2 separate regions of the Hordeum vulgare genome follow, and region 1 is linked to region 2. The links are chromatin contacts, called in public Hi-C maps. All regions are on one chromosome and are shown on one strand. The core of a region is the stretch at or near the end of the contact, and the rest is flanking DNA. Distances in the headings are between cores, read along the strand shown. Region 1 holds the start of LOC123426044 (NADH dehydrogenase [ubiquinone] flavoprotein 1, mitochondrial). Region 2 holds the start of LOC123426043 (calmodulin-binding transcription activator CBT).

Region 1 (5,788 bases), core at 2,848-5,347, 380 kb after region 2:
CCAAATAAATTCGAGAGCCACTTGGGGATGACTCGACTGGTCATGAGATCATACAGGAGTCGGTCAGGGAACCTGTAGTGGAGTCGGCACCGGAACCACGGAGGTCAGAAAGATTGCGCAAAGCGTGTGATGTGTTGTTGCTAGAAAGTGATGAGCCAACCATGTATGCAGAAGCGATGGTGAGCCTAGATTCCCAGGCATGGCTAGAGGCCATGAGATCCGAGTTAAAGTCCATGGATGACAATCAAGTCTGGACTTGGTTGATCCGTCGCCTGTCGTAATAGCCATTGGTTGCAAATGGGTCTTTAAGAAGAAAATTGATGTGGATGGAAATGTTCAGATCCACAAATCTCGGCTTGTCGCTAAAGGTTATGGACAAGTTCAAGGAATTGACTATGACGATGCCTACTCGCCAGTAGAGATGCTAAAATTGGTTAGGATCATACTAGCTATATCTGCATATTTTGATTATGAGAGATGGCACATGGATGTCAAAACAACTTTCCTTCATGGAAATTTAAAAAAGGATGTATACATGATACAACCCGAAGGTTTTGTCGATACAACTAACATTGGAAAAATATGCAATCTCAAGAGATCCATTGATGGATTGAGTCAAGCAGTTCGGAGTTTGAATATTAATTTTGATGAAGTCATCACTGACCTTGGTTTCATCAAGAACGAAGAGGACTATTGTTTATACAAGAAGTCTAGTGGGAGCTCGGTAGTATTTTTGATCTTGTATGTGGATGACATAGTGCTGATCATAAATGATGTTTCAATGCTGAACTCAGTCAAGGAATCATTGAATGGCAAGTTTTAGATGAAAGACCTTGGAGAGGCAGTGTACATTTTAGGCGTCAAGATCTATAGAGATAGATATAGGAGGCTGCTCGGCTTGAGCTAGAGCACATACATAGACAAAGTGTTGAAGAGGTTCAGCATGAGTGAGGCCAAGAAAAGGTTCTTGCCCATCTCACATGGTATAAGGCTCAGCAAGACTTAGAGTCCTACGCATTCTGATGAGCTAAACCGGATGAGTAGGATTTTGTATGCCTCGGCAATAGGATCCATCATGTATGCCATGCTATGTACACGACCTAATGTTGCCTATGCAATAATCTTAACAAGCACATACCAGCCCAACCCAAGTAAGAGTCACTCGGCAATGGTGAAAGCTATTCTGAAGTACCTGAAAAGGACTAAAGAGATGTTCCTAGTTTATGGAGGTGGGGAGGAGCTCATCATAAAGGGTTACGTTGATGCTAGTATCCAAACCATCAGGCATGATTGTCAATCGTAAACTGGATTCGTGTATGTCATGAATGAAGGACCAGTGAGTTGGACGAGTTCCAAGCAAGATACGGTGGCCAACTCCACAACACAGGCTGAATATAGTGCGCCTTGTGAACCCGCAAAGGAAGGTGTTTGTGTTCATAAGTTCCTAGTAGATCTTGGTGTGTTCCCGAGCAGGTCAAATCCGTTGGTCCTTTAATGCGATAATTCAGCAGGCATCGCATAGGCCAAGGAGCCGAGACAACACTATAAGACCAGGCACATAGAACAAAAATATCACTTGATATGAAAGCTTGTAAACAATGGTGATATTAATTTGTGCAAGATCCACACGGATGCAAATGTTGCAGATCCGTTGACTAAGACGCTTCCACAATCCAAGCATGAGGGCACATTAGAGCTATGGGCATTCGATGTCTATTTGATTAACTCGTGCAAGTGGGAGATTGTTGGAGATTTGCCCTAGATGCAATCATTTATGATGATATTTCCTATGTGTTTATGAGAAAGATAGTTCTTGGACATTATCAATGATATGTATTAACAAGTACGTGGCTTGTTTGTGAGACTATGCATAGTGTGTTGAATGTCCTAAAGGGTCCCTAGCCGAAAGGGTTGTGTGGACGCCCAACCAATTAGACTAGCATATGACACACTGACCATGTAGCATTGGATGCTAGCAAGATGATATGGACTCAGAAAGATCTAGTCGAATTCGACGTAGTAGGATCCAATCGAGATAACGTCTGAGTTGGGTAGACCCAACTATGAGACGCAGCGATAGGTCATGTGTGAGTCTCTAGTACAACATACGTTCTATGTCCTAATAATTGAGTTGGTGCATGTACTCGGGATGGTGACAGACCTGCTTTGGGCCGACCAAACGCTACTCCGTGACTGTGAAGTTACAAAGATAGGTTTCGGACTTGTCGAGACCCATGCTGTGAGACATTGTTGAGCAAGATGGATTTTATCTTTCGATCAGGAGAGATATACTCTGGGCCCCTCGGGTGATCTGCCCTGGATAAGCATGGCCATGCAATCAGGATTAGGAGATAACCTAAAGTGTTGGTCAGATTTACTGGAACGAGAGAGGTCGAGCTGCAACAAGGATGACCATGTCACCTTGAGCATGACAACATATATTGTGTGGAAAAGGGAACCGAAGTACTTCCTCCGTTCCAAAATAAGTGACTCAAAAATGACTCAACTTTGTACTAAAGTTAGTGTAAATTTGAGTCACTTTTGAGTCACTTATTTTGGGACGGAGGGAGTATGAAGTACAGGTTCGCCTAACCAGCTTCATCGGACACTTGGAGTCGACACGTTTTGCTAGAGGCTGCTACTGACTATTCAGGCCGGATATAATCTGACCTACGACCAAGTGAACGAGAACCTAAGGGGTCACATGATCAAGGGAAGGAACACGTGGGCTTTAGGATCCGTGCGAGGTCCAAGAGTTAAGCCCACAACAAATGCTTGTATATAGTGGAGGTGCATCACAATTATTCAGTTGATCACGTGGGCACCATCATTAGGGCTTTGCATGTTGCAACTAGCCACCTCCACTTGCCGCCGACTGTGTGATCAGACCTACCAGTACGCCACACGGTGTTCCTGCTACACGTGCGAACACTATTAGAGGCGGTGCACTTGTGCCGCTCCGGCAAACCTATACGTGGGATCCGGTGACTAGCTGTTCGAGGGAGATCGGACAAGGAGGGGACGGACCTCGCGGACGCGCTGCACCAACTCTACTTTCGCTGCACGACACTGCATGTCTAGTGGTAACGATTTGTGATCCATCTCCGTAACATGTTCTGCGTGTAAGAAAATTTTAATTAGCGTGCGATGCACCTACGGTAGAACCCAACATCTTCATGGTCACATCATAGTTTCCTTCGGAGAGTCCGCAAGTTACATCCTCTTCTATTTGAGCTTGCTCTTCTTTACTTTGAGTTTGATATCTATTCGAGGTTGCTTCTTCTTCGGTAGATGCATCATCTCCCATAAATCCTTCTCCCATACGAACATGGCTACCCACTCCACGTTGGTCATCATCGTTCGAGCAACTCATCAAGTGGCACTTAGATGTCGTCTCATGCCTAACCTAGAGCAAGCTCATCAAAGGCAGCGTGGGAGGAGGAGGCCATAGTCTCTGGTTCATGGAAATTGTCGATGGAGAGGACGCAACTCGAGACGCACAGAGGTATGGTCGGGCGCACAATTGACAAAATTGAAGACACCACGGTGGTCACACTAAGGATTGTTGAGACCGACAAGGTTAGGGCGAGGGATATGTGCGGACATTATGTGCTTTCAAATTAATTAAAGTAACTCTCGATGTACTCTCATCGAGGGCATAATCACCACACATAAACTCCATGCTTGAAATTTGAATCAACTCATCTGTATCAACAACTTCCCCTTCTTCTCTAGTTAACACCAGACATGTGACTACATTTGAGTAAGAAACGCTTCAAGATGGCATAATTGCCACCTCACCCGCTAAAGTACACCCTAGCATCAACGAAACGTCGTGGTTACCACGAGAGCCCCCTCTGCAAAATGGTCAACGCGTGATTCAAGATGATAATGATAGCTCTCTTTTCTTGAACACAATTCAATCAATATACGTGCACCCACCTCTATGAAGACACACATTAACTCGCTCGAGACTTCGTTTTAGTTAAGGGGTTAATTAATTAAGAAAAAAAATCAACAAGTTGTCCGGAGAAAGCGCCATGGAGAATGGGCCTGGCCTGGGGAATAGAAAATGAAAGCGAGTCGTGGGCTGGGCCCCATCTCCTGCCAGGAGCTGGCAACCGCCCCCTCAAGAGACCGCTGCTTCCCCTCCTGCACCTGGCCTGGAGCTCGCCCCGCTTCTCCTCCCCACAACACAACAGTCTCTCCCTGTTTTTTTTCTTCCAAATCCGACGGACTCGAGGCCAACCGGAGGCGGAGATGGCGTTGCGGTGGGCGCTGTTCAGATCGGCCGAGATCTCTCCCGGTCGCAAGGTACAAACTCCACCTTCTCCCCCCTCCCCCATACCCACCCGGGGCTCGCGCTTGGATCTGCCTGTTGTCTGTAAATGGAAATGGATAGAGTGGCGGATTTGGGGCGTCGAAACCGGAGAAGGGTGTTAGCAGCTTCGAATCCCTTTGGGGGATTTGATTTCTAATTGTGAAGTCGAGATTGAAGTAGATCGTTGGGTGGCCATAGGCAGCTCGTACGACTCCCCCAGTCCCTTGTTGCAGCTGTAGAAATACATGTTGTTAGTATATAAGTACGGCTGACGTTTGGCAGGACAAACACTGCTTATACTTACATTTCCAATCGTGGAGGGAGATTATAGTTAGTTCATGAGCTTGACAGGTGTAGTTTGATGTAGCCCAGATTGGTTTTTCTATTTTTCTACCACAACACTCGATTCTATACTAGCTGCATGGGTTCTGATGCATGTGCATCAAACCGCGCTATGGGTGTTGTGTTTGTCTTATAGTTCTAATAATGTTCTTTGTGGTGAAATGAGACACGCCTCCTGTAGTTTTCATTGTTTCCTGATTGAGTGGGGCATGTGGTCAGTTATTGCACTGGGACATGTAAGAGAAAATATCTGCTAACCTTTTGCTTAAATGAGAAAAAAAGTCTTTGCTCTTTAGATAGAAATTGTTTTCCTACCTGATATGAGATCAGAATTCCACCATTGTGGTACTTTTCCCGTTTCAACTTATAGGTAAACATGGGCATGTGTTTATCAAGGTCTCATGTGCAGGGATAAAATGAGTTCAGTGAAGATAATTTTGGGTTTAGTTAGGCTTTTAGTGTTAATTGAAAAGGTTACAGATGTTTGAAGTGTTACTTTTATTTCCTTTGCGTGCCTACTTGGGTTTGTAGCATGTGACCCACTGTTACAGATTTACAGTTACATCATCTGTTTCTCGGCATTAGTTTGTTTGTAATCCTTTGCTAGGTAACCTGGAAGTCATATAGCCTATGTTATTGATGGTTTTCTTTCCTGTGATAAGAATGATATCCTATAGTTGTTCTTAACCAAGCATTTGGGTTTACAGTGCTATCTTAGGTGTCTGAATTAGCACTATGCCCTTTTTGATCTTTGCTAAGCTGCTATATAGTAGATTCTCCGATGTGCTTGATTTGGGCAAACTATCTAGTTTCAACAATTCAGGTTGTGAAGTATTTGATTATGTACTTGAGGGTTGATTCCAGTCTTGGTAAATGGTTGAGGTTTTGTAACATGCGCATTTTCTTTCTATTTCCTAGTGTTTTTATTAGATATGCAATCTGAGTTAAATCCTGTAAATAGCTTGCACACCAAAATTTGGTGAACTAGATGATACCCTGCACGTTGCTGCGTGATATTGTTGATATATATTTTGATGGATTTGGTTGTATGAAAAATGAATATTTGGATTAAGCATATGTAGAGTAAAATTGAAGATATGTATGATTCACTGTATTGATTATTGA
Region 2 (5,147 bases), core at 1,007-3,506:
TTCCAAATGCATTGAAAGTTGACATGATTTGGTCTTAGGCTTAATTAGGAGGCTCTACCAAATTTGAGCTCCATTGGACAAGTTTGACAATGTAAACTTGAAAATACCCACAAATGGGCTGATGTGCACTCTTGTGAGGAGATGTGAGCAAATCAATCCCACAAACCCAAATCTTGTCATGATCTCCTTACTTGGGCTATTGATCATTCCTGCAAAGTTTGAGACCAAATGGACAAACTTTGCAATGTAGAGTTGCTCCGTCTTGATTCTGGATAGAGAGGGTTTCTGAATTATTTGGTGAATCAAATCACCTTGGGTGGAGGTGAAACTTGGCATGATCACCAAATATAGCATGGGGAACATCCTGAAATTTTCTAGGAATCTATTGAGAATATTTCCTTTGGAAATATTTCAAAAGTTCAAAACAGACATAATTGGTTTTCAAAGGTTTGCTCAAATATTTTGAAGAGGACTAGGGGTTGAAACTCTTATGCATGGAAAATATATGTCCTCTGACTATTCCCAAGTTTTCTCAGTTTTTTCTAAGGTGAAAAAATATTTTTCCAACCAGAAATACCGTTTCTGGCCTTAGAAAAGGACAATTAAATAAAATAGGAAAATGACTTTAAAAATAAAACCATTTAATTGTTTTGAAGAGTTACAGTCACATTAGAATCAAAATACAATCTTTGGGTGAAAGCATTCCCTTAAATTCAGGGACTTGTAGTGCAAACTCAAAGCAAAATTTTGATTTATCAAAATAACTAAAAGGGGGTTTTGTGGAAATATTATTTTGAAAAATGATTTTTAAGATATCTACTCACAAGAACACATAAAACAATGAAAAACAAGGCATTCATGGCATTCACTTAGAAAGTTTTAATTTATACGAAATTTTGAAAGGCAGACAAGGTGTGAAAACAGGGTGTGACAGCTGGTCACCTATATGATCGACGTCCACGAGCAAGGAAGATGAAGCGAGTGGCAACACGTGGAGCTGTCGTCTCATGTAGATCAGTCATCGACTGCCACTTGTGAGGATTTTATGGGGTGTCTAGAGTGTCCCGAACTCGGGACGTTGCGAGTGCTACAATCTTTCCTCCCCATCAAACACTTTCTCCAGTGGTGGCGAGAGGCTCTGGTCATGTCATGTTAGTCTAGGCGTGCAGACATGGCCATCACTCGCCACAAGGACCATGCGCGTATGCAACTATTGGGATCGAGGCAAGTGGAGGAGACAACATGGGATGGCTACGATCGGGTGGTACTTCTTGAGTACCTAGCCTCGAGCTTTGGGTTGAAAACACTAGGTGTGACCGTAGTTGGCCATACGTGACAAAGGCAATGTTCTTTGCATCGTTAGCGTGATGAAGAGATTGCTCGAAATTTCCTTGGATTTTATCTTCAGGACGAAAACCCAGGGTCCGACCTTGGTTGTTGGATTTGGTGACTACAATGCTTGCACATTGTTCCCTCTTTGGAGGCATCGTTTTTGCAAATCCTTTCTCTTTGTCCTTGTGTTGTCAAGATATGTTTGCCGTCAATGATCATTGTTGTATATCATTAGTCGATGTTTTTCACTGCTTCATGTTTTTCTTTTCTCCCTCCGCCTATGCATAGTTTTGGTCTTGTATGACTTTGCTTATTGCTGTTGTGGTTGTTTTTATGTATGTGTGCATGTTGGTTATGCAGATACACGTGTGTTCTTATTATGTTGTTGTATTAGAAGTTATAGATATAGATTATACTCCCTCCGTTTCTAAATATAAGTCCTTTTAGATATTTTACTACATATCACATATGAAGCAAAACGAATGAATCTACTATAAAATATGTCTATATACATTTATATATAGTCCGCAATGGAATCTCTAAAAATACTTATATACGGAGGAAATACTCACTCCATTTGAAAATACTTATCATATGAATGAATATATCTGAATATATTCTAGTTCTAGATACATTTATTTTCATACATTTGTGCGACGTGTAATTCCCAATAATACCGTATAATATAGAGATTCATTTCACTCAGTCTCACCTTTCCAGTTCCAGTTGTGTGCACGGGAAATTCAGGATCTATCTTTTTTCCTTTCCAAAGGAGAAAGAGCATAGCTGGTGCCACAAACTCAACAACCCACTTTCCGACAGGTGGGCCCGGATGCTTTAGATGCGGGTCCTCACCATCTGATTTTTCTCCGAGAAATGAGCGATTTATTTACCTGCACTTAATTGTTTTTTTTCTCTCACCATTTTTCCTTTTCTAAGGTCTTTTCCTGCTCGTCGTCGTCTTCTTCTCCACTCGCCTGCCTGCGCGGCCTGACCAATAGACCGACCGGGAAAGTGGAAGCAGCAGCCGCGGCGGCTATGGAGGGAACGGCCGGGAGGGAGAGGGACCCGCTCCTACGCTCCGAGATCCACGGCTTCATCACCTACGCAGGTCCGACTTCTCCAGTCCGAGCGCCGCCGTTCCTCCTTCTTTTCTTTATTCCCCTACCCCTCCTTTTGCTTTTCTTTGGTGGCTGATTCAGTAGCTCTCGGGCTTTGATTCTTACTGTTGATGCCCCCAATACTGGTGATTTAGTTCTTGGGGTTTGGTTGTATGCTGTGTGTGTGTGTGTGTGGTGAGTGGGGTCTCATTTGATTCTTTCTCTTTTTTAACTTATAATTTTGTATCGTTTAAGTTTTAGGTCTTTGAGATTAGCTCTAGAATAATGGAATTTACGTCTAGTTCGTTTCTATCTTTTGTTGCTCAAAGGGAAAAACAAGCATGTTGTTGTATCTTGAGCTGATTTCTCGACCGTGTTTCTTCTTCTCATGGTCGGTGGACAGACTTGAACTTCGAGAAGCTGAAAGCAGAGGCCGCGTCGCGCTGGTTCCGGCCGAATGAGATCTACGCGGTCCTGGCGAACCACGAGAGGTTCAAGGTCCATGCACAGCCCATTGACAAGCCCGTGAGTATGTGTTTCGCATCAACCCTAAACCCTCATTTTGGCATCCATTTTCATTCCATACCACTGTGCTTGCTTAGCTTCGGTGATTGACTGCAACTTGGTGTGAACAAAAGGGAACATAACAGATATGCGTGTTGACGCATGACGACTGGATTATGCGTCAAAAATAACAACGAGTGGCTACTAGTTCAAACCCTGTCGGTTCATTGTTTGGGGACACAATGTAAGTGTCGGTTGATTTAGTGCTGGAACGTTGCGTGTGTTGAATACCCCATCCTTGGTCTTCTATTCTTCTCTCTCTAGGGTACACAAAAAGTTTGCGTCTTGATGCATTTTTTGATAGAAAATGAAAGTTAGTATAAGCTTTGTACATGCCCAGCGAAGAGCAAACAGACACTATTACATCAAGATAACAACATACAAAGCTCGGAAGCGCCCTCCATGGCTAGGGCTGAGGAAGTCTAAGTACACAAGTAGCCCACCAGTCCGTAAAGTTGTTGCCGGGGTTGGGAGGAGGTGCCTTAGAACGAATCCAAGACAGGACTGTGTGCCAGGTTTGATAGCAAAATTGGCAATCCATGAGGAGGTGCTGCATACGCTCCACCTCTTGATCGCCCACCTCAGGCATCTAGCACAACAGATGAATGAATGCTTTTGAGAACTGGACTATAAGTATGATGAGCATTATTGCTATAAAGCGCTCTTCTCAGTGTTTTTTCCGAAATGTTTATGCACAGGAACCCCTTGTTATTATTCTCATCAGAATACTTTCTCTATTTCATAAGAGAATATTCAATTCTGAACATAATAAACATGATCTTCCACCTAAATCTCCCATGTGCACAAGAGTCAGTTTATAAAGTAGTAATATAACATCTAGGGTGACTATGCTACCATAAGTAAAGCCAACATGTTTTCATGTTCTCAATACCAATTTGCATTTAACTTTTGCTTGCTGTGAGTGCAGATTTTGTGTGAGCTTATCTCATTTCCAGCAGACGCGTCTCTTGGGAATTGAATCTTCTCACCTGTCTATGCATTTAGTGGCTACTTGTCACTATGTACATTTTGTCCACTAAGATATTGCTGCTACATGATAGTACCTCTGTACCAATTGAACTGCAAAAATGTCTTATATTTTGATACGGAGGGAGTACTTTTATAAGAGTATTAGTTATACAAGGGGTATATTTACATCTTACTACTTGTTTAAATTTTTGCTTGTTAACGTTCTTGTCTACTATTGTTCTGATTGCACACATTGCAAGGATGCCTACATCTTGAGATTCTATTGAAAATGTTGATTTGTTTCACAACTTTATGCTATCTTTGTTCTTTAAGATATAATCCCTATCATGTTGGCACCAGAAAATGACTTTTGCATTTCAATCACCAGTTTAACTTTCTTTTAAAACAGGTGGTACTATTGTTCTATATGATCGTAAAGTTGTCCGGAACTTTCGGAAGGATGGCCATAATTGGAAGAAAAAGAAGGATGGCAAAACTGTCCAAGAAGCGCATGAAAAATTAAAGGTGAGAATATCCACCACCAGCACAATGACAAAAAACTCAAATTTTATTGCTGTTGTTACATCCAAGCATCCCCATCATTATTGTTGATTTCTGTCATTTCATAGATTGGTAATGAAGAGAGGGTTCATGTCTATTATGCTCGAGGTGAGGATAATCCAAATTTCTTTAGAAGGTGCTACTGGCTACTTGACAAGTAAGAATTCCTTTCCTTTCAGAAAATGGAAGCTTCACTACACCATTTTTGTTTCTCTGTGCAATATTTATTGACATTATTTCCCTGTGTGATTAATTTTTTGTATCGTGTGATGCTGTGTACACATAGGCCATGCACTTTTACCAGACTATCATACTGTTTGCCATTTAAGGCTAGTAGAAGCTCTAAGACATTTTCCATCAATGTTGTCAAATTCCTGCAGCTAAAATTAAAGAAAGTAGTTACTTTTTAGGTAAAAATAAAATAACTACTCAGATCATGCTGCACACTAAACCTATTATATTATTTGCTGCCTACGATCTGTCTGGAACTCTGTTCAATGTTTTCTATCCTCTCATCTGAGAAACAGCTTTGTTATTACAACATTAACTGGGACGTGCTTTCTAACAATGGAAAGTTCTGTTCTGGCCTATTGCATGAATTGTCGCATACAATATATAATT

Evidence for each region. Hi-C and Micro-C count contacts between places; a contact is called where the count stands out from the background.
Region 1: a Hi-C map of leaf shows a contact between it and region 2, with 4 times the contacts expected there. The contact joins the promoter of LOC123426044 here to the promoter of LOC123426043 in region 2. A contact is called at or near these places in 4 of 6 Hi-C or Micro-C datasets (leaf, seedling and an unstated tissue).

Annotation. Positions count from the first base shown.
Region 1 is chr2H:264,250,458-264,256,245 of MorexV3_pseudomolecules_assembly, forward strand. It overlaps LOC123426044 (NADH dehydrogenase [ubiquinone] flavoprotein 1, mitochondrial), which reads left to right and starts at 4,098. Exons shown (of 2, transcript XM_045109823.1): 1 at 4,098-4,314. The coding sequence starts at 4,261.
Region 2 is chr2H:263,870,681-263,875,827 of MorexV3_pseudomolecules_assembly, forward strand. LOC123426043 (calmodulin-binding transcription activator CBT) reads left to right here and starts at 2,257. Exons shown (of 13, transcript XM_045109822.1): 1 at 2,257-2,443; 2 at 2,836-2,961; 3 at 4,375-4,490; 4 at 4,595-4,683. The coding sequence starts at 2,371.